Regions from separate parts of the Sus scrofa genome. Here all the other regions are linked to region 5. The links are chromatin contacts, called in public Hi-C and HiChIP or PLAC-seq maps. All regions are on one chromosome and are shown on one strand. Each heading gives the region's core, a stretch centred on a gene start, on an enhancer-like site or on the middle of the called end of the contact. The rest is flanking DNA. Distances are from core to core; before and after follow the strand shown.

Region 1 (3,524 bases), core at 657-3,156, 260 kb after region 5:
AACACTTGAACGAACTGGATTAGGATCTTTGATCCCCCCACTTAATGGCTATGTAACCTCAGGGAGGATAGTTACTCTTTCCAAGCTTTAGGTTTCTCAACTTAAAAAAAAAAAACAGAAAAAAGAAAAACAGTAATATCTATTCCATCTGATAACTCTGACAACTAACAAAGAAAAAAAGTTATGCATTTAGCATGTCTGGCCTACTTTAATTAGTAAATGTACTGACAATAATAATAATCTCTTGATTATCTGGAGAGTTAACACTTTTTAGAGTAACTGTTAAGATTATTATTCTTAGCAATAACAATAGCATAAATACATTTATGAAATAAAAATTATTAAGACACAGCAAAAATATCTGCATACTAGATAATCACTATTGTTCAGAATTACATAGTAACCAAGAGAGGCCACTTTAAGTCTCTGACAACACAGACCTCCCCCTCCCCATCCCTTTGCCAGGGAAACCTTGTTGGAACAGGGCCTTCTCTCTCAGGAAGCAAAGCAAAGTCCAATAGCAGAGGAACTATGAGCCAGTCTCCACTGGATGTGGATTCTAAGAGCACAGGAAGGCAGAGAAGCGGTAAGGAAGGGAATCATGAGCTAAGACTGTGTATCTGCCTTACACAGAAATTCACCACAGTCAAGGAACAGATCATTTTAAAAACCATTTTTACAGATGAGGAAGCTTCAAAAAATGTCAAAAAATGTGTGATGTTTAGTATTCTTATATTTTTGGATTGCATTTATACAGTGGGAAATCATATTAATCCTAAAGTCAATGTAATTTGACTACTTAAGTTTATATTAAATCCACTTTGTTCTAATTGTGAATGAATACTGCTCCAAGGATTATTATAATGCACACTGTATCCTTCTCCATTCACCACCGATATTCTCCCATGTCCTGGAATTAACTGTTCATTCCTGTATGTCAAAAGTCTTGTGAGAGATCCTCATTTAGTCATATTTTCTCTCTCTCTTTCAACAAAATTACACTTCAGAATATGCTTCCAGTGTTTATAAATAGTCTAAAGGCAACAAAAAAACAAAAAAAGATCACCAGAGTGGACAGCTGGCCCTCATCTGTCAACGAAAGGCAAGAAGCTACAAGGAACACATAAAGGTTTGAAAGGGGAAAGAAGTGGGCTAATCCTTGGGCCTCAAATTCAGAGGCAATGGACCTTAAGAAGACAAGTTTGGGGAGTGAGGGGAAGAAAAAATCAGAAATATGCCAGATAAGAAGCAGCAGCAGAAAGGAAAAGTGTCAGCAGACAGGAGAGCAGCCTGTGTTCAAACATTCCAGGAAGCAACCCCTGCAAATCCACAGATCACAGTGAATGCCATATGAAGTGGAGCACTAACAATACCCATGGTGGTGGAGAAGACAGCAGCAATCAAGGCTGCCCAGCCAAGCAAGTGCCAGAGACAGTGTGTAAAACCAGGCTTTTCCTTTCTCAATTTATCTCTGTCAGAACTTACTTTCATTTTCTCATAGAGAAACACGCTACCTATACATATTATCAACTCTTCATATTATGCTATTTTGAAAGGTATTACAGATGCACAAAATAACGGAATAGATTTAACAACTAATTTTGATGCATTGTTTACTAAAAGAGAAAGTGCTTTTAAAAGTTTACAAAAATATGAAATTAAAAGCACTAAGATGAAGGGTAATTTTGGAAAAGGAAATAAAACTTCATTTAGTGTGTCTGTGTGTTTAAACAAAATTAAGTTTTATTTAGGTAGCAGTGGGTTAGCCAAGTTCCTTTAAATAGTTAGGGATTTGCAAAGTGCAAAGCTCATGTAACTTAATCTCTGTTTTCCGCAAATCCCCATAGGTCCATTTGCTTAAGAAACCCATGCTTCCTGGCTGGATGCCGGCATACCAAACCTGCCCAGTCGTGCATAGTTTTATTTCTGTTACTAAATTAGGAAACCAAAGTGGGCACTGTCTGGGCTAACAGCAGAGAGAAAAGGCTCAGCATCATTAGTGAGCGTGTATTCCTAAGAGCCAGATCATTATCAGATATTTAACTTTTAATTAGAGATAACCAAAATAATTTGATCTAATAAGGAGCAATACTAAGAAATAATTAAATGAAGACAAAGGGAGAAATACATTTAACAAAAGCATTCTTCTGAATAGGTTTAATTATTACATTGAAAGTAAATTAACTACTACCATCAAGGCTTAACATCTCAATGACTGATGGTAAAATACTGCCATCTTTTCCTAAGCAGTGAGGAGAAATGGGAAATTATTCACCACAATTTTTACAAATATTTACTAACACACTTTATGTAGAGCACTGTTTAGAGAAATGAAGTAGAGCATTCAGAGACTTAAATGGAGAAAGAAAAAGCAGGATTTGAAAAGAGAAAAGCCACTGTGTTTATTTTCAAAGTTATTTTAAAATGACATAAAAATACAAAAGGAAAAATACATTATTTTCCACTTTCCAAATTTTACTTGTCTCTAAGTAGCATATCAAAGGGGATTAAAAAGACAGTGGTTGTTAATTAACATTCTATAAAGCATTTTAAACATACTACCAATAGTTTGCCAAAAGCTAAAGCTTGAATCCTAAAGGTGTTGGGAGAATTTTAGTTCTAGCAATAGCTATACTTTTCTTATAAACGTTTTGTTAAATATTGATAAATTTCGAAGTAGTATTTATTTTACATTAATTTTATGAAAGAATTTTAAAATTATTTGCTACGAAATCTGTATTTCTATATGGATGGAAGCTTTTTAAATATCAGCATTTAGAAATTATAGAAAAATTAAATAACAAAATTTAAGTGTTATGATAGGCCCTGAATGGCTTATCAGATATGATAAAAAAAAGATGCTCACAATATTTAATCCCAACCTTCAGCAATACAGAAATCCATTCATATTTATTAAGAAAACATGGAAGAACTCTTATTACTATCCAAAAGTCTAGTTATTCTTTCATCTAATCTCTTTATATATTTTTTCATATCTCTATAGGACATCAAAATGCATTTTGGTGATCATGTGTCAGCCAAAACCCAGAGCCTTTATCTTCTTTTTGATCAACTCCCACCACCAAGATCTGGCCATCAGTGAAGAGAAGCAGATCCACAATGGAGTGGGGGGACAAACAGAAATAGCTTCCCTCAGTCAGTCTGTCTCTACTTCAACTATCCATCCTACTGGAGTCTCAATGCAGACCACAACATTTGGTCCACTTGTCTGGCCCTTCCCTGTAACTATTTTATTGATAAGGGGCACACTGTTGTGGAGGCACAATGAAATCAGAAAAACAAGCCTCAAGTCAAAAGTTACATAAATAAAAAGGAAAGCAACAAACAGATGAGTGATGAGAAATTATACTGAGTAGTGTAATGATCCCCATAGATTACTTTAATAAAAGGTCCTTCAGACCATCACTGTTATCTTCTTATTGTCACCCATATGGACATAAAAATATGTATTCAGATGAAACACCCAAAAAAGGGAGAAAATAAATTTTCTTTTGCTTTGAAGA
Region 2 (3,758 bases), core at 1,020-3,519, 340 kb after region 5:
ACCTGATGGCTTGCCTTCTAATCCTGCTGAATCCTGATGGGTGGGACTGGCTGTCTTCAAAAGGTTAATTACACCGTTAAAATGCACCATGCTAGAAAGAGAGTTTGGGAGATGAAAGCTACACAAATGAAATCTGAAAGGTGCCAGTAATAAATAACGGTAAAGGTTTTCCAATATGCATTCACTGCAGTCCTTGGCAAGATGGCCTTTACCGGGATAATTTTCTTACACATATTTCCTTTGCTACCTCTTATCTATAAAAAGCAAATGGTAGGCTGAACACTAGCAGTATGTAACTGCACCTCCACATCAGTTTTCTGACAGCTAAACACCAGTCTACTTTATTATTACCTAAAGCAAACAAACCTGTCCATCTTAAGAAAATTCCACACATTTTTTTAAGGAAAGGAGTCCCTTAGACTGACTTCCATAGTTAATTCGGTAAAATATTTCAGTTTCCTAATATTGGAGACTAGAGAATTTTAAAACGTGTATTAAAAGCATTTTTAAAGGTTATTTTCTCAGTACTGAGAAGGCTGACAGAAGTTTAGGCAAAACACATGCCATTTGGCCCGAGTTAACCAAACACTGAGGTGGTCACCGTTGGGGAGTAGCGAGCCCAGTAGCAGGAATTTTAGAGCCGGTACCGAGCCAAGGAGAGCGAGAAGGGCCGGGAGCCGTGCTGACCCGAGGCCCTCACGGGCCCGCTTGGGCCCAGGTCCACTCGCCGCGGCCCGGACGCTTCTGCCTGACCCAGGTCAGGGCCAATGGCCCGGCTAGAGGGCTTTGCTACAAAAGACACCGAAGCGACGAAGCGCCACACTCACCTCGGCGCCAGAGGAGCCAGCGCTCCCGGGCGCAGGAGCGCCGGACCGCAGGCCGAGGCCGGGCGGGCGGGGCCGGGCGCAACGCGGGAGGGGATGGGGCGGGGCGCAGGCGCAGAGGGGCGGGGCGGGGCGAAACTCGCACTTTGGAGCTTGGGGGGAAGGCAGAGCGGAGCAGAGAAGAACGGAACCTCGCGATATTACGCCTCTGCTCTTACGGTTTTGCAATAGGTGGGATAAGATGCCCGTTTTCCAAGAGACATGCCTATTCGCTGAAAAAAGGGCCTTCTCCAAGCCTGCCCCGCGCCCCACTCGGCCTTTGCTTCCGGCTCCGGTGTTAGGGGTTGCTCTCGCATTTGGCTTTTGGCTTAGGGTTTTGTGGGGGTGATTTGGCCGGCTCCAACCTCGGGAACCGCCAGTAACTGATCTCTTCTTTCATTCGTACTGTCACTGACTCACTAGTCCTCTAATGTAATTCTGTGCATTACAGCAACTTTAACACCCAGTCGTTTACTGTGTACCAGGCAGCGTTCTAAGAGCTGCGCTAGATTATTTCACTTAACTCTCAAAGCTGTCCTATGACACACGTACTATTGAAAAGAGGGTAACCTCTTTGGAAAGCCTAACGTTGATTATCTAGCGGTTCATTGTCAAACAGCTTTGACTTTATAGATTTACGTTGGTTTATATAATTTCCGTTAGAGATTAAGTAGCCTGAAAAGCAGTTATATTAAATAAAAATAACACCTATCCCAAAAAAGGTATGAGTTATAATGCAATACTAGCAATTATCTATTTAGTAAACTAGTCTTCAGAGTTTTCTAAAGTATATGCATGGTGTATGTCATGTACTTCTAAGACCTTTTATACAGATTTGTAAATACTTAAGAACTTGTACTTGAACTTTTTACTAGACTTAAAATGAGAAAACCTACAGTTTGTGTAAAAACAAAAATCTTTAGGATGTTTAAGATCAACCCAAATAATATGATTTGCTCCTAATATTGAAGAGTCATACAGACAAAAAAGATTAACTATAGCTAGACCAATTTTTTAAAAGCAGTGTTAGCCTCTTAGTTTGCCTTTCTCTAAAAATGAAATATTTAAGTACATTAACTTATATTTGATCATGAAAAAATGAATTATCTTGAAATAACTTCTGCCCTTTGAAATAGACACAAAAGTAGCCATGTGATTCTCTTAAAATTCTCTAAATTTGTCAAGTGCCAAGTTTACACTTTGCCTAACTCAAAACGGAGGAAAAATTCTCTAATTTAGAATTAGTGATTTGGCAATCTTTGGCAGACTTCAACAGGAGGGGATACCACTTTAAGAAAATTCCAAGGAAAGGACAACCCTATTTTAAAATTCCCACCTCTGGCTCCCAAGGATTGGGTAGTAAACTTAGACAAAATACTTTTCTCCACTTCCTATTGGTGCGTGCTCTGTCATTCATTCTTCTTGGAATTTTGTGAGATACCAGATTGCTTTACGGGAAAAGACTGTTCCAATTTAGTCTGGAACTGCCCTATTTTTAGACTCTTTCATAGTTATCAATCCTTACAAAAAATCACCAAACCGATACAGCGTGGACCAATCTGGAAAATCAGGCTGCCGAGTCAACAGTGTAATTCAATGGAAAAAGAAACGGACAACCTCTCAAGGCACACAGGGTAACTGACAAAGGATTCTACAGAGTTAAATAAACTATTCTGATTTTTTTTTTTTTTTTTTTGCTAGTTTTAAAGGAGACTGTCAAAGGAAAAGCAGATAAAATACAGCCATAATGTCAGAGTGGCAGGGAGAAAGATTTTCAGAGGCTATTTTTCTCTTTAGAGAAAATGTTATCCTGGGATTAGCAGTGGATTTTTGAATGATAAAAGGACCAAGGTAATACGGTTAATTATAGATTATTTTATACTCCAAGAAGCTGTATTTTGTTGTTGCTTTAATATGGATTTAATGTCTTAATGTTATTGTAATTATCAAGCAAAATGGATATTTTTGTTTAAAACCTAGCATAATAGACAATCCATCTGTTAAAGGATATGACAAAATTATCATCTTTGGAATTGGGTTTTGTTTACATTTGTAGCAGGGTCAGATCGGCTAATGACCAAGGAAAATATAATATTGGTATATGAAACAGAATCAATAGGTAGTGGATGTAAGGATAAATTCTCAAAAGTGAAATCTAGCATTTATATTTTCAAAAATGATATTTTTACTAAAGCTAAAATATAAATGTTCAGGAAAATATTGATAAATGAGAATAATGTATATTAAAATATATATTTGAAATAGCAACTTTTTAAAGAATCCAGCCAATATGTAATTCCAAAATATAACATCTTGAAGATTCTTCAAGATTCAGCTAGTAAATATAATACCTGGTGGCACATCTTTACCTTTATAAGGCCCAACTCAGGTATGCAGTAAATATTTCTTAAGGGTCCTCTGTTAATCTATATATGGGGCTATTAAATAAAATATATTCTTAAGGAGCTCATACTCTAGAAAGAGACTCAAAAAAGATTTAAATGAAAACTTTTGTATAGTTCTTGATGCATAGATGGCTGTTACAGACCATAGCTGCTTCAGGTGCTCAGATCAGTGTGAGCAGAAATATTCAGGGAGAGTTTCAAAGTAGGGTTAAGACCCATTTGGAGCTTGAGCAATGGGCAAAATTTCAATAGATGGAAGAGGAAAGAAATGGCATCCCAGGTAGTGGGGGATTTGTTAGCAAATATGTCCAGCTAAAGAATAATTATCCCTGACACAGCAGAATGTTCATTTGGGGACTTTAGATTTAAAAAAAAAAAAAAAAAGGTTAAGAAGTTACATGAAGAGTCAAAATTGCAAGAATTAAGGAGTCAAGTCCTGGGTCATTGTTTTTTGTTTTTGTTTTTGTTTTTGTTTTGTTTTTTGTCTTTT
Region 3 (3,607 bases), core at 367-2,866, 470 kb after region 5:
AAACAGGCTCCCGGTAAAAGTCAGACTCTTAGGATTACAGCAGCAGGACGATGGCCTCCTACAGCTCAGGGGCCATAGGGGTGGGCTGCTGGGAAGGCCAAGTCCAATTTGATATCTTCCTTCCACCTGCTGGGAAGGAAGCCTTGGGTATCACAGGGCTCCTCACACTAGCTGCCCAAGTCAGAGCAGAAGGTGCTCATGGGCATCCAGGTCAGCAGAGACTTGATGACAGGTGGCGGGTTGGGGCAGGATAATGAAGATCCCTTTGGGGGAAAAGGATCTTCCCTCTCCCCGTGGAGGAATGGTTTTGTTCCTCTTTCAGAGAAAACCCAAACCATCACCAAACTTTTTTTTACTGAGTTCGGGACCCAACGTGAGGTGCAATGGTTCCTAGGAGGGGGCACCAGTCCCCAAGGGGCTTATGTGGCTGGTGACACAGCACAAATGCTCCTGTGCCCAATGCCTTCACCAACCCTAGCTAAGATTGAGCACCAAGCAGGCTATAAGCCTCCCACCTGTCACCTCACCAAGTCCTCCTGGCAACCACAGGCAGGGCCAACAATGGGCGCCCAGGCCCCACAGGTGAGCAGATGTGTGGGAGAGTGATGGCCAAAGTCACGTGCTCTCCAGTGACCAGGGCACTCGGCCCTCCCCTGCAAGCCACCTGGGCCACCCTTCAGGGCCTGAAATGGTGCCATTTCACACATGTTTTAGAAAAACTCCTGTAGAGAGATCGCCCAGACCATATTAACGAAAGCAGATCCAACATCTCTTGGTGATTTCCATCAAACGCCCCTATAGGGAAGAGCCAAAGCTCCCACTAGGAAAGAGCTCAGGTCCACCGGTGCCTCCCCTCCAGATGGCTGCCCCGAGAGGCAGGCAGGATCCACCTTCCCCACCTGGAGACCCAGCACAGAGCTCCCAGGTACAGCTGGGACCCTCCCCCCACCATGGCACACAGCGTCCTGCCTCCACAGTGCCCCCATAAAAACTAGAGGCATAACCAAAACTGCTGGGAGAGGCCAGAAACGGTGCATTCCCTCCAAAGCTCTCAAAGGAATGTTTTAGTTTTTGTTTTTTGTCTTTTTAGGGCCACACCCGCATCCTCATGGGTACTAGTCCAGTTCGTTACCACTGAGCCACAGTGGGAACTCCTCAAAGGAAAGTTGTTAAGGAATAGACTCCTACAGCTTTAAGAAATGGGTAGAGAGCGCTCGGGTTATTTCGGGAGCGTTGAAGGAAAACTATCCTCAGCCATGGTGCTGGTGAGAAATGCCAACCGCCTGAATCACAGGCTATTAGTGAACGTTTCATACAGCCCCAGAGGTTGGCAGCCTCTCTCAAGAGACAGGAAAACAAGCAAACATGTGCGGGAAAATCAGGTCCCCAGCCTCATTAAGGTGTCCAAGACCAACCCACAGGGCAGAAGGGAGCTCTAATGCGGCCCCTGGCCTGGCTCCAGGCCCTAATAGACCACCCGTGGGGCTGAGTGGCAGCGGTTCGGCTAGGATGCATTATCCCAATGGAAGCTCAGGGCATATCGGCTGTTACTCTACATCGAGGGCACAGTGCCACTGCCCTGCACACCCTCCATAACTGTGGGCAAGAGACAGGGGGCAGGGGGAGGGAGAGTCGGAGGATGTTTCCAGAAGCCACACCAGTAGGGGAGCCTGCCTGGCCCAGGGTGGAGGGATGGTTCATGTGGTGCTTCCTGGCAAAACGCAGGTGGGGGTTGGGGGAGAAAGACGGGCTGGGAGGAGCCCCCCTGGCCCCCAAGCTCCAGAGAGGGTGAGGGACCACCTGTCACTCCAGACTGGGGACTGGGAATCAGAGGGGGGACAGGAGGAGAGAGGGGCAAATTTCCCTCCACAGAACCAGCATCACCATCAAAACTGGAAAGGGTCCAACCCAACAACGGGCATCTGAAAAACAAGGAGGCAACAGTGCCAGGCCGCCTCTGGGTCATTCCCCTGTGCTCAGAAAGAAATCACAGCTAGAAAGCCCATTTGTCAATTCCAGAGACTAAAAACAAACAAAAAACGCACAGAAAGATTACTAAGGAAGCAAAGAGAGGAAGCACAAGGAGTGGCTAACCAAGAAACCTCCCACATCAGGTTACCTGGATTCAAATCCGGGGCCTGCCCCTTCCCAGTCCTATGACCTTAGGGAAGCCACTCAAACCCTCTGTGGCTCCATTTCCCCATTTCTGAAATAGGGAGCACACACAGGTTTGGGGTGGTAATTCATAAAATGACTGGAAAGTTCTTGCAAGAGTGGCTGTCACAGAATATATGGTTGATAAATGTCAGCCACCATCATCACCACCACCCCCTACATCACCTTCTACTGACCTCAGAAGGAAGCTGGTTTTCCATTACCTAAAGGAGTTCAAGAAGGGAAGGGATTCTGAATTACCTAAAATCATGGTTAACAAAGGGTTAATTCCTTTACATGCTGATGTGGGCAAGGCTAGCAACTCCAATTATCCTAAAAATACAGGGTTTTATTAACTGCAAAGTTTTCACCTACTCACTAGGTAAGTCTCACTGTTAACACATTAAAAAAAAGTAGGATCCAATTTTCAAAAAATTTCTCCAAGACTTGAGAATTTCCCAAGAAATGTTTTCCTTTGAACGGGCACATTAAAAGGTACAGGTGGTCTAAAAAAATAATGGCACAACCCTGAAATAACCAACATTAGGAGTTACCAGCATTGCTTCATTAGCAGTCTAAATCTGGAGACTGAAGAGTTAGAACAGTTAAAACCCACTGCCTCTGCCAGCTGCAATCAGAAAGAGGAATAGGGAGTTCCCACTGTGGCTCAGAGGGTTAAGAACCCAACTAGTATGCATGAGGATGCGGTTCGATCCCTGGCCTTGCTCAGTGGGTTAAGAATCCAGCGTTGCCACAAGCTGCAATATAGGTCGCAGATGTGGCTCAGGTCTGGTGTTGCTGTGGCTGTGGTGTAGACCAGTAGCTGGAGCTCCAATCCAACCCCTGGAGCTCCAATTCGACCCCTAGCCTGGGAACTTCTATATGGCACAGGTGCAGCCATTTTAAAAAAGAAGAAAAAGAAGGAAAAAGAGTGTGTGTGTGGCAGAGAGGTGCTCACGTCCTCCCCCTGCACAGACATACAAAGAACCTAACTTTCCTTTTTTTAAAGGGCTTGCTTGGGGCATGCATAAGTTCCCTAGCCAGGGATCAAACCCACCCCACAGCAGTGACCTGGGCCACTGCAGTGACAATGCCAGATACTTAACCCCCAGCTCCACAGGGGGATTCAAAACCTTACCTTTTAAAAGGACTTTGCCATAAAGTCCTCAGGCAAGAAAGGAAATTTTTGCTCTCTATTTTCGTTTCTAGCCAGGCAACAGTCCCCTTCGGTGTTTTGTTTTTCTTTTGAGAAATGGTTTGGCCCTGCTTTCCATTTTTCCAGGTGAAACTTAGAACAACTGTTATAGGCTCCACCCCCCAAAACACAAAAAAACAAAGCCTCGTTTTTAAAATTTTGATGGAGATTGCATCATTTGACACCCCCCACCCCCACCCCCAATCAGAAATCCAGGCTGGGCCCTTTTTTATCCTCAGTTTTGTGGTTTCTGGACTC
Region 4 (3,984 bases), core at 912-3,411, 380 kb after region 5:
TTCATGGTGTTAAAAGATGTTTGGTAATCATAAGCCCACTCTTATTAATTGAAGGGCAGATAATTCATCAGCCTATGTAAACCTTAGGTGTGCTTTCTTTCAGTTGCTATTTTTCCTTTCGCCTCTGATCCTTACTCTCATTCTGCCTGACATATATCACAGATAACCTCTTTAATTGCCGATTGATATCTTTGAGTATGTATCTTTGAATAAGATATAGTACTGTTTTCTGTATTTATACATTTCAGGTTTGTATAAATTTGCAGTATAGTCTCACTCTGTCTCTCACTTTTATCTACTCAGCACTGTTTTCAGTTGTTGCCCCTTCCTTGATGTTTTGTTATGCCCCATGGAATGCACCTGCCATCCTGAGCTTGTCTGCCCTCCAAGCTAAAGGCATTTGGCTCAATCATCCTCAGTTCCCATAATGGCCCTGCCATGAATGTCTTTTTTTTTTTTTTTTTTTTTTTTGTCTTTTGTCCTTTTAGGGCCACATCTGCAGCATATGGAGTTTCCCAGGCTAGGGGTCTAATCGGAGCTGTAGGTGCCAGCCTATGCCAGAGCCACAGCAATGCAGGATCTGAGTCACGTCTGCGATCCACACCACAGCTCACAGCAACACCAGATCCTTAACCCACTGAGCAAGGCCAGGGATCGAATCCGCAACTTCATGGTTCCTAGTCGGATTCGTTAACCACTGAGACACAACGGGAACTCCGTGCCATGAATATCCTTGTGCAGCTCCACTTAGGTAACTCTGAAAGACTTTTTATGAGGCTTGTACTCCACAGGGAGGATTGCATGGTCACAGAGTATGCTTGTACTTAAGTTCATCACGTACTGGCCAATTGCTACACCCATCTGCCCTCACTTGCAGGGCACATGGGTTCCTGTTTCCTGACATCACCAAAAGGCACAGCCAAGAATGTCCAAAGCTATGTTATTTATAATACCCAAGAATTGGAGAAACAATCCAAATGCTTATCAGAGGCAGGGTAGATAAAATTGTGAGCTGTTCAGACAAAGAAAATGTTCAGATTACTCCTACGCTTAACATAATGGATGATTCCCACAAACATGTTTGTGAAAGAAGCCAGGTTGGGAGTTCCCATTGTGGCTCAGTGGTTAACGAGTCTAACTAGGAACGATGGGGTTGTGGGTTCGATCCCTGGCCTCACTCAATGGGTTAAGGATCCAGCGTTGCCGTGGGCTGTGGTGTAGGTCACAGACGCATTGCTGTGGCTCTGGCGAAGGCCGGCAGCTACAGCTCCTAGCCTGGGAACCTCCACATGCCGCGAGTGCGGCCCTAGAAAAAGACCAAAAAAAAAAAAAAAAAGAAAGAAAAAAAGAAGCCAGTCTGAAAAGAATTTATGCTGTATAGTTCCATTTATGTAGTGGAGGAAGAAGAGTAGTGACTGGGAAAGCCTACCAGTCCAGAATTTCTTCCTGCCCAGAAGTAGACATTCCACCTTGTATTATAAAACAGGAAATATACAAATATGAGGTCCAAGATCTGATACTTGTTGACTAAATTGAGACCTAACTAATGTTATTAGTATTTAATGTTGATCACTTGCTACAAAATTAAGTAGATTATCCTCTGCCAAAATCCAGCACCTCTTGAGTACTTTCCAAATTAGCAGTACCAAACCTTGCCAGCAGATGGCGGGCCTTGTACACACATGTGCTAAATACCCAACAAGAATTTAAGTTAATGTTCCAAGCTCTCCAAAGTTGCTTTTGTGTTTAATGGAGTTGTTTTAAACTTTATTGCTTCTTTTTATCCTAATTCTTCACTGTGACATATTCATTGGAACATGCATGTTTAAACAGCACAGTTCTCATGCATTTACTTTGTTTCCTCATTGAAATGTGAATATTTTGTCCAAATGGATCTGCTTTAGAAGGTAACAAGGCTTTGGTTTTGTACATTTCTACAGTTGTGCTAACAACCACAAAGGCTTTTTTGTTTGCCATGCCTTGGAAATGGAAGGCCAGGGTAATTTCTCAGGCAGCTCTCATGAGATTTTATGTTTCTCTTAAAAGGGGATCTTTCAGTGCACTGTCTTCCTCCTCCTGCCTGCCTGCCTTTTATGGTGCCTATCAGGCCATGCCAGTTCTTTTCTCCTTGGGCTGACAGATAAGGGCTACAGGGTGACTCACACTCAGTGCCTTCCATCCCTGGACTGTGGCCTAAAGCATCATTCCTTCTACCTGCCCTCCTTTGTTCCAGACTACTTCATTCAGTAATCATTTATTAACTTTGGAGAGTGAATCCAAATCTTGTGTTCTTATGTGCACAGTTGTTTTCTCAGATGTGGCCAAGAAAGTCACCAGAGAAAGTAGGCAAATTTTTTCCAGTGTTAAGGATTCTTTTCTCTTCTGGTTACTAATAGATAGATCCCCAGAGACAGATAATGTCTTTATATATGCAGTGTATACCATTGCATGACTGTGCTCGCCCCCTCCCATACACCTTTTAAAATAATCTTTCTACGCAGCATGATGGTGATGGCCCTTCAAGACTGCTGCTCTGGAACATGTGGCCTATCCCAAGCTTTCTCTATGACTGCTCGATTTGTCATCTTTGGAGTCCTACGTAGCTTGCCCAAAGAGCACTTGACCTGGCCTTGCTTGCTCTGCTGAACCAGCTCTCAAGTGTGCCTGTGACAAGTAAACCCTCCTCAGAGGATCAACAAGACACTTTCCAGGAATCTGGAATCTCTAAGGAATGTGCCATGGTATAGCGGACAGTCTGGCCTTGGAGTGAGGTAGCCCTGGGTTCATGTCAGTGTCCATTCTCCCTTCCCAGCGGTAGGACCCTAAGTAGATCCTGCACTCTCCTGTCAGCCCCCAGAGCATTGTTGTGACAGTCAAATGTACCCTGCATTAATGCATCGGGTACCTGGTAGCCCTTACAAAAGTAGCTATTATTACCGTTATTGTCTAACTGAGCATTTTCCTTTCTGCCATTTCATTCTGGAAATGATTTGACTTCGAAGCATGTAGTTCCTACATCGCAGATTAAGATGCTGACTGCCCTGGCTCGCAATATTCTTTCCTGTACTTTTTTTTCCTATGACCTGAGAAGGCTGTTTTGTTTTGTTTTGTTTTGTTGTCTTTGCTCTCATGAGCCACCTAAGCTAAAACTCAGATGTGTATCTATCTGTGTGCCGATATGTGTACATATGCACATATACATGTATATGTGTGTTTGAAGCTTGAGCTTGTTTCTTGGTTTTGCTTTCTGTAGATTCATTATAGTCACAAGATTTGGAAAGTGATTCTCATGCAAGGTTTCCACAGAAGAATGAACATGGGGGAGGTTTCTCTCTTAGCCAGTACCCCCTGGGAGAGGGTAGAAAGTAATAGAGAAAAGAGTGGTAAGTGGGACAATGTCTGTGTCTACCTGCCATCACCTCATTGGGATGTGGAATTCTGCTTAATTCCATATGCTTCCCTGTAAAGCATTCCCAGTGGCTTTTACTGTGAATTTTTGACTTCAGTAATAGCCTTTCCCTTTATCATAGTCCTCCCTAAATTGATTCAGTTGGTAATCTCCAAATCTAACTTTTGCTGCTCTACTCAGCTTTTATTTATTTATTTACTTACTTATTTATTTATTTATTTTAGTTAATGCCATCACCTGGAGGTCCTTGGTGTCTTAGCTGCACCTCTATAACTTTAAAGAAAGTGTTTCCTTAAAGAATCACTTTCTCTGCCTTTATCTTTCAGGCATAGATGCTCTGACAAATGCTCATGTGCTCAAAGTCCTGCTTCTCCCTTTCCTGCTCCGGGGAAGCACCCACTGTTCTCCATGGATGTTTCTCCTGTTAGATCCTCCCATGGGATGCTGTGTGCCTGGAATGCTTTATGCTTATTTAACAAAGAAGGAAATCATTTGATTTTTCCTGGCACTCTTCCTCATCCTGTATTCCTGTGATTGAAGATGTGTTCTTAACTTATGCAAAATCTGATTTTTTT
Region 5 (3,553 bases), core at 129-2,628:
TTCTCTTCATACAGTAACAGATACAAGACACAAAAAAAAATGCTGTGCTATAACTTAAAAAACTTTAGACAATACGTGTTTAAAAATACACACACTCTTGTTAACACAGCACAGCAGGCCTTTCTAAAAGCACATTTACTGGGATCAAAATCTCACAGTAAACTAAAACTCAGATTAACACTGTGCTGTTCTTCTCCAATACAGTTCCCTCCTGGATCATGACAGGAGGCTCGCTTATCTCAGGAACCATTCAAGTCTGAGGACATTTTTATAGCTACATTTTAAAAGGAAAAAACAAAACAAAACAAACCTTGTTTTTCTAAATCAGAAATATTCATCTTTTCCAAACTTGTCTGCACTATCTCACCTACTAATAAATCCTCACTTATCAAAGACGGGTGGAATCGAACTAAAAGGCGAAGTTTCTATCTCACAAAACCCTCCGTGCGATCCGGGATCTACTTGGGTGGATGTTCAGGGGCAGCGAGCAGCTCCCTCTGCAGCCCCTTGTCCGCGAGACGTCTCGCCGATCGGTGGGGCGTCTGCACGGGCAGGTGCTCCCCCAAGCCGGGGCCACCTCCTGGAACCCTGGGGCGACCTGGCCACCGGTTCGCGCGCGCGCGCACACACACACGCACACACACACACACACACACACACACGGAGAGCTTGGACCTACATGTTCTGCTCCGTTAGACCAACATTCTCCCAAACCAGAAGTGGGGGAACTTCATATCCAACCAGGGCGCAGAACGCCCCTCCACACCAGGGGTCAGGCCCTTCGGGTGGACCCCGGCCTCGTAAGGCAGGATGAAGAAAAGGGTCCTCGGGCGTCCCCCGCCCTACTCCAGAGTCTCCCAGCCCCAGGGAACTCCTTCAACTTTCAAGAAGGCGACGTCCACCACCGCCCCCAGCCCCACTCGCGCCGCGCACCCAGGGAGGCTCCTCGAGCCGAGCCCGCGCGGCCCAGCCTGCCTCCACCGGCCCGAGACACCCCTCAGACCTCCGGCCCGCCCTCGGGGCACCCCGCCCCCACACCCGCAGGCGCCCCGCCCCGCGGCGCCCACCCGACGCGACCACCCCACCCGCCCCGCCGCGGCGCACCTCGGCTCCGGCCCTGTGCCAGCCCGACGCCACCCCGTCCTGGCGTCCCCAGAGCCCCGCAGGCGCCCCTCCCGGGGCCGCGCCGCCCCTCGCCCCGGCGCCCCCCAGCCCCGACCCGGCTCCCTCGCTGAGACGCCGGCCCCGCAGACCAGACCGTGCCGCCCGCAGTCCTCACCACGTCTTAGGCGCAGCTGCCGGGCACACACACGCCGCAGCCCGGGCCCGCCACCAGCGCTCCGCGCCGCCCGGAGCCGCCTCCTTCAGCCCGGGACTCGCCGGGACGCCCGCGCACGGATCCCCACACCGGGGCTATTTTTAGGAGGCAGGCCCCGGCCGGGCCGGAACTCGTTCCTTCCAGCGCGCGTGCGCACGATGCTGATGGACTCAGTGTCCCTCCGCCGACCTCGCTTTTTCCTCCTTTTCCCTCCTTTCCCCTTGCTCCCTCTTTTGCTTCTCCCTTAAGGTTTCTTCTCCGAGCTGATTTACCCTCTTGGTGGATAGTAGAGCACTTAGAGTAGGGAAGACAAGGGTGCGGGCAAAGAGGGTCACAATGTTTGGAAGCGAACACTACCCCACAAGGACGTGAGGAGCGGACTATGTTTTCTCGGGTGGGTGAGAGACGGCTCACCCGGCACAGGAAGGAGATGACGGCGGTTTGGCGCCGGGGCTACGGGCTGGAGCTTGCTTCCCTCTGAAGGACCGTGTTCTCCTGGAAGGGATACTGGTCACTTGACAAGGGCCTGGGCGCCTCCCAGGGCGGGGCGGCCCGGCGGCGTCGCGCCCTGCAGCCTCCGCCTCCCCCGCCGCTGCCTCCCCAACCGGCCGTGGGGGCCGGGCCGGGAGCGGCTCCAGTGACGCGGCGCGTGGCAAATCGCCGCGCGTGGCTGCCCGCTCCAGCCAACCCGGGGTGCCGGGGGCGGGGCTGGGGCGGGGCGCAAGTCGGGCAGTCTCCCGGAGTGCTGTGCCAGGCGGCGCCCTTCGGGAGCGGCCAGACACCCCCTGCCGGGCTCCTGGAACCGTGGCCAGACCCCAACCCTCGGGACACGCTTGGCGCCCCCAGGTCTCAGCTCGCCACGCCCGCGCCCACGCCCTCATTGCGGACAGGACGCACCTGTGCCCTCGCCTGGGCGGCCACTGGGTCACCCTCACTGAGCAAGCACAATGGAACACAGGCCCCTGGCGCTTCGTGGCGGCTCGGACCCGGCCCCCAGACAGTACAACTTGGAGGGACCTGGATGGCAGGCGGCATCTTTCGCGCTGGCCAGCGAAGCTCCCCACGTCCCAGAAGAGAGAACCTACAAATCTTGACCATTAGTAATCGCTAATTACAAACAGGCTCAGCTAGTAAGCCTTGAGCGCTAAACTGTGCTGAATGGTTTGCGTACGATAGTTCAAGTATTCCTTGCAACATGCGTAGGAATTAGAATAAGTTTCTATTCCCATTTTACATAGGAAAGGGAAGCTTAAGCACTAAAATGACGGTTTAAGTAGTTTCGATGATTAAGGTTTAAGAGGAGGGCACTGAGCCCTTGAACTCCTAACCACTGTGCGTACCGCCTTTTCTGAGAGCAGGACAGAGGGGATGTGCTTGGCACAGACAGCCATTCTGTTTTGGAGGGTGTTGGGCTTTGTCGCGGGAGGTCATTAGGTGAGCCATTGCGGTCCTTGCATCCTGAAGGCTGCTGGCCTCTGGAGTTTCTATGGCCACACTGCCGACCTCTGCCCCCAGAGGTACCTATGCAGTGGACACGAAGCCAAAGAGTTATTTTCACTTAGTGAAAATGAGAAAATCAGTCCCAGAGCACTTTAAGACAAAGTGATTGGGGTGGGTGAGCAGATTTGCAGAGGCTGTGGGCAGAGGAACTGGGAAGTTACAAAGGAAGCTGGAGGCTGGCAGGCTTCCTCCCTCAAGGACAAGGCAATATACTGGGAGAACCCAGCACAAAAGCGACACAGAAACACCAGATACTGGGAAATAAACCTGGAGTTGTGCACAGAGCCCCACAGTGTCAGCATTCGGAGGAGTCAGCAGCAGGGACTTGCAGGGAGGTTTTTTTAAAACAGGTTATAATTGGGTGTAACTCAGCAAGTCAGTAGAAATGCATGCTTTTTAACCTGCCAGAGGCTGCAAAGCCAGCTGGATTTGACTTCTCTGCTCCAAGAAAATAGAAGAGTTTGGCACTTTTCCTTCACAGTCTATGATCTGAGGTGGGTGGACAGTGAGCAGTGGCTCCTTCATTCCCACCTGCTCTTCATCCTGGAAGGAGAAAAGGGACAATGAGAACATGGTGTTCTGAAAGAGGTTTTCACACTCTCATTGCTCCACTCCACCTCCTACCCTTGGCAGAATCTGACCCTTTTGGGGCACAGAAGACTCAGCTCAGACTGCCCACCCCCTACCCACTCAAAGGCTATTGGTCACACCAGAGAGACAGGCAGAGAACTTGGG
Region 6 (3,522 bases), core at 41-2,540, 490 kb after region 5:
TGAACTCGGTCTTCCAAACACAAGAAACTGAAAGAACTGAGAACTGAGGGAGTCATTTGTCAGGATGCACCCAGTCATGTCAAGGTCTAAATTTGACAACCTGACAGGGACAGGGCCATTCACCAGGATCTGCCACTTGGCACTCTTCCACTGAGTAGATGGACCAAAGAACTGCGCACTTTTTCCAGTACTGGCAAGATGCCGGGATCCTGAGGAAGGCGGCCCCTTGGCGCCCGGGTCCCCAGGTGCACCCGCTGCGCTGGCCCCACCCGTCAGCCTTGCCGGGCCCTGGGTGAGCACTCTGTGGTCTGGGAGCCCTACCACTCCCCCACCACCAGCGCTCGCAGGGCGCACAGACCTGCCGCTCCTCGGCTTGAAGCTCGTACTCCTCTTGTACCCGCAGCAGCTCGTTTTCCAGCAGCGCTCGCAGCTGCTCCAACTCGAGCGCCTCGCGCCGCAGCGCCTCCGCCTCCTGCGCGCACAGCCGCGTCTCTTCCTCGGCCTCGCGCCGGCTCTCCTGGCCGCGCCGCAGCGCCTCCTCCAGCTCGCGCACCTCTTCCTCGTACAGCTGCACGGTCTCCCGCCACGACTCGGCCACTAGCAGTGCGTAGCTGTCGTGCACTTCCCTCAGGCGCGGCGGGGGTGCGGCAGGGCCGGTGGCGCGGGCGCGATAGCGCAGAGTCAGGCCAGCGGAGCGCGCGCGCAGCTCCCGCACATCGCGTTCATGGGCCGCGTCAAGGCCGCGGCGCTCGGCCTGCAGCCGGCCCAACAGCGCCTCGAGAGCGGCGCGCGCACCTAGCTCCTCCTGAAGCTCCCGCCGCTGAGCGTCCAGCTCGGCATCCAGACGGCCGCGGGCGGCGCGCGCCTCTTCGCCCAGCAGCTGCAGTTCCCGCAATTCGCGCCGCAGCGCGTCGCGCTCGCCCTCGGCCAGCGCCGTGGCCCAGCTCAGTTCGTCCAGCTGCTGCCGCAAGCTGCACGCCTCCTCCGCGAAGCGGGCCTGCGCCTCGGCCCACAGGCCCTCGTGGCCCCGCCGGCTGCGCAGCTCCTCCTCCAGGAGCAGGTTTTCGCGCTCCAGCTCCCGCACTCGGCACACATAGTCGTAGAGCCGGGCGTTGAGCTCCTGCAGCTCAGCCTTCTCGGAGCCCGTCTGCAGCCGCCAGGATAGCATCTTGATGGTGTGCGGGGCTCTCCTGGCGGGCCGGTTCCCTCCTGCCCTGGTCTTGTCCCCTCCGCCGCGCCGCTCCCGCCCCGCCGCTGCTCCCGAGGCCCGCAGACTGGGGCGGGAGTTGGCGAGCGAGCGGCACTTACCAGGGTGGGCGGGAGGGAGTGGCCGCGGGCCACGTCCTCTAGCCAATCAGAGTGCGGCCCGGCGCGGCCAGTGTGGCCGGACAGCGCCTCCTGGCGGAATGACCGTGAGGCCGCGCGGCTGCCCAACCCAGGGCCAGGCTGTCCGGAGCCCTCTAAGCTGGCTCTCGCATATCGGCAGGCAGGGTTCTCAGAAGGGGTACTGAGGGTTCCTCGTTATTCTCCTCCTCCCATTCACCCAGATGCACATCGTCACCTGGCCCTTGTTCGTCAGGCCACACAGCTGCTGTAATGTCAGCATCCAGACCTCTCTGGAAATCCCATCAGTACGAGCGTCTCTCATAGGCCACACTGGGGCACCAGGGCACTGTGGGGCGGCCAACAGTAGCCTGGACTCAACCTGTAGCCATTGTTCTCAATTCTTCAGTTCTCCACGTTAGGGAGGTAGGAGAGCCTTCTCAGGGACCAGTGGCTCTCCCAAGAGGATGCTTTGCTCAGACTCATTAGGTTTTCTTTCATGCCCTTCAAGGTCTTGCATTTTGAAACTCAAAACTTTCCCCATACTTATGCTTTATGTTTCTGAGAAACATCTTCTATAGACTATTGCTGCTCAGTTTGGGAAAGAGTTATAGAGCACCAGGAAATAGCAGGAGGATAACATAAAGTCCCACCACGGTTAATCTTTCAAAATCATACCCTGATGCATCATAGTTAATCCTCACAAAACTGTAGCTCAGAGAAGTTGAGCAACTTGATTAAGGACACATAGTTCCTAAATATGGGAATAGAAGTATTAGACGTTGTGACTGCAGAAGCAGACTTGAGCAGGCAGTGTCCAACCAGGAAAGAGAAAAACACTCAAAGGGAAGGGAATGATTTAACGGGGTGAAATGAGACTACTTACAAAGGGGTGGATGTGATGGGGAAGCCGCGGGAATCAGAAAGACCCAGAAGCCACTAGCCCCCTAGAGGCAGAAGGAGGGAACAGTGTTGAGGAGCAGGAGCTGTAGCATGCATCCTAGGAGGAAGAGAAGGAAAAATCCAACCCTTCTCTCTTCTTGCTCTCCCGCTCCTGCCAGTGCCTATTGCTGCAGAACCCAGAAGTCACCGGGACTGGCAGTGGCGTGCTGGCTTGTGAAAGCTACCTGTTAAATTATCAGGAATTTTGTGAGCTAGTTGTTAAAAGCTATTATTAAAAATAACACTAGCCAGATATTATTAAAAAATAAATTATAGAGGATTACCATTAATTATTCAAAAAGGAAATAAAACTTAAAATATATCACTTCCTAATTATTTTACTGCTCTTTACTATTATCTGTTCTTGAAGTTATGGATGTCTAATATCCTTGTAAGATGGAATGCTATATAACCCATGCTCCTGGAGTTCCCGTCGTGGCGCAGTGGTTAACGAATCCAACTAGGAACCATGAGGTTGCAGGTTCGATCCCTGCCCTTGCTCAGTGGGTTAACGATCCGGCGTTGCCGTGAGCTGTGGTGTAGGTCGCAGACACGGCTCGGATCCTGCGTTGCCGTGGCTCTGGCGTAGGCTGGCAGCTACAGCTCCGATTCGACCCCTAGCCTGGGAACCTCCATATGCCGCAGGAGCGGCCCAAGAAATGGCAAAAAGACCAAAAATAAAATAAAAAAATAAAAAAATAAATAACCCATGCTCCTGAGTGGCTACCCACCTCTGTGCTTGCTGACATTGTATTGGTAGCATGAGTATTTACACTGCAGAAATCAGTAGATTTTTTGTTAATTGTCAACTTGATTCATTATTCTACCGACAGCCAAGACTTACTTAAAGAATTGATGGAGAACATGTTAGTAATGAAGATGAAACTCAGTGTGTTATGTCTGTAGCTACTGAATTTTGAATATTACAAAAATTTGAGGAAATATAGTTCAGTGTTTCAAAGCTATTATTCGAGTTAGCAAAGAAGTCACTTCTTGCTGAGAACAAAATTTCTTAGTTATTTCACCTTTATCTTTCTTGTCGAGGTAAATACAAATACCAACCAACATTCATGTCATGCTACACTCATTTGTCAATTACAACTACAGATTGTCTAGGGACACCAGAGTTCTGCAAAAATCAATGAAAGCATTCTGCAGGAATCAATTTGCTGTATGGAATTTATGATAAGAAGTATTGTGCTTCTATTATCATTTGTCATAAAAATGTAAAAGTGCTCTGACATTGCTCCCATATTA

What was found. A called contact is a pair of places that touch in the nucleus more often than the background predicts. HiChIP or PLAC-seq counts read pairs in DNA pulled down with a chosen protein or histone mark.
Region 1: an H3K27ac HiChIP or PLAC-seq map of skeletal muscle shows a contact between it and region 5. The contact joins two enhancer-like sites. A contact is called at or near these places in 1 of 47 Hi-C or Micro-C datasets (embryonic fibroblasts) and 1 of 2 datasets of contacts at active chromatin or transcription factors (skeletal muscle).
Region 2: a Hi-C map of skeletal muscle shows a contact between it and region 5, with 5 times the contacts expected there. The contact joins the promoter of TTC23 here to the enhancer-like site in region 5. A contact is called at or near these places in 2 of 5 promoter capture datasets (fetal liver and liver), 6 of 47 Hi-C or Micro-C datasets (embryonic fibroblasts, fetal skeletal muscle, heart right ventricle and 2 more) and 2 of 2 datasets of contacts at active chromatin or transcription factors (alveolar macrophages and skeletal muscle).
Region 3: a contact with region 5 is called in an H3K27ac HiChIP or PLAC-seq map of skeletal muscle. The contact joins two enhancer-like sites. A contact is called at or near these places in 2 of 47 Hi-C or Micro-C datasets (fetal heart ventricle and subcutaneous adipose tissue) and 1 of 2 datasets of contacts at active chromatin or transcription factors (skeletal muscle).
Region 4: an H3K27ac HiChIP or PLAC-seq map of skeletal muscle shows a contact between it and region 5, with 3 times the contacts expected there. The contact joins two enhancer-like sites. A contact is called at or near these places in 1 of 47 Hi-C or Micro-C datasets (embryonic fibroblasts) and 2 of 2 datasets of contacts at active chromatin or transcription factors (alveolar macrophages and skeletal muscle).
Region 6: a Hi-C map of skeletal muscle shows a contact between it and region 5, with 5 times the contacts expected there. The contact joins the promoter of SYNM here to the enhancer-like site in region 5. A contact is called at or near these places in 8 of 47 Hi-C or Micro-C datasets (embryonic fibroblasts, fetal heart ventricle, fetal skeletal muscle and 5 more) and 1 of 2 datasets of contacts at active chromatin or transcription factors (skeletal muscle).

The regions. Positions count from the first base shown.
Region 1 is chr1:138,079,158-138,082,681 of Sscrofa11.1, reverse strand. All of the region lies in intron 5 of LRRC28 (leucine-rich repeat-containing protein 28), which reads right to left. Among named protein-coding and RNA genes, the nearest start is that of LRRC28, 82 kb to the right of the region's middle. Within about 2 kb of position 1,906, at least 24 of the 83 cell types and tissues checked have an H3K27ac peak or open chromatin away from gene starts, as enhancers often do. A contact at or near this core is called in skeletal muscle, where this site is marked.
Region 2 is chr1:137,995,712-137,999,469 of Sscrofa11.1, reverse strand. TTC23 (tetratricopeptide repeat protein 23) reads left to right here and starts at 2,269. Exons shown (of 11, transcript XM_021098378.1): 1 at 2,269-2,714. LRRC28 (leucine-rich repeat-containing protein 28) reads right to left here and starts at 930. Exons shown (of 10, transcript XM_001925096.7): 1 at 828-930.
Region 3 is chr1:137,869,695-137,873,301 of Sscrofa11.1, reverse strand. The region is part of intron 2 of SYNM (synemin); the gene reads right to left. It overlaps TTC23 (tetratricopeptide repeat protein 23), which reads left to right. Exons shown (of 11, transcript XM_021098378.1): 11 at 1-2,405. Among named protein-coding and RNA genes, the nearest start is that of SYNM, 16 kb to the right of the region's middle. Within about 2 kb of position 1,616, at least 23 of the 83 cell types and tissues checked have an H3K27ac peak or open chromatin away from gene starts, as enhancers often do. A contact at or near this core is called in skeletal muscle, where this site is marked.
Region 4 is chr1:137,962,183-137,966,166 of Sscrofa11.1, reverse strand. The region is part of intron 5 of TTC23 (tetratricopeptide repeat protein 23); the gene reads left to right. Among named protein-coding and RNA genes, the nearest start is that of TTC23, 33 kb to the left of the region's middle. Within about 2 kb of position 2,161, at least 10 of the 83 cell types and tissues checked have an H3K27ac peak or open chromatin away from gene starts, as enhancers often do. A contact at or near this core is called in skeletal muscle, where this site is marked.
Region 5 is chr1:138,339,521-138,343,073 of Sscrofa11.1, reverse strand. No RefSeq gene overlaps it. Among named protein-coding and RNA genes, the nearest start is that of MEF2A, 57 kb to the left of the region's middle. Within about 2 kb of position 1,378, at least 76 of the 83 cell types and tissues checked have an H3K27ac peak or open chromatin away from gene starts, as enhancers often do. A contact at or near this core is called in alveolar macrophages, embryonic fibroblasts, fetal liver and 6 more, where this site is marked.
Region 6 is chr1:137,853,412-137,856,933 of Sscrofa11.1, reverse strand. SYNM (synemin) reads right to left here and starts at 1,290. Exons shown (of 12, transcript XM_021098348.1): 1 at 359-1,290. The coding sequence starts at 1,168.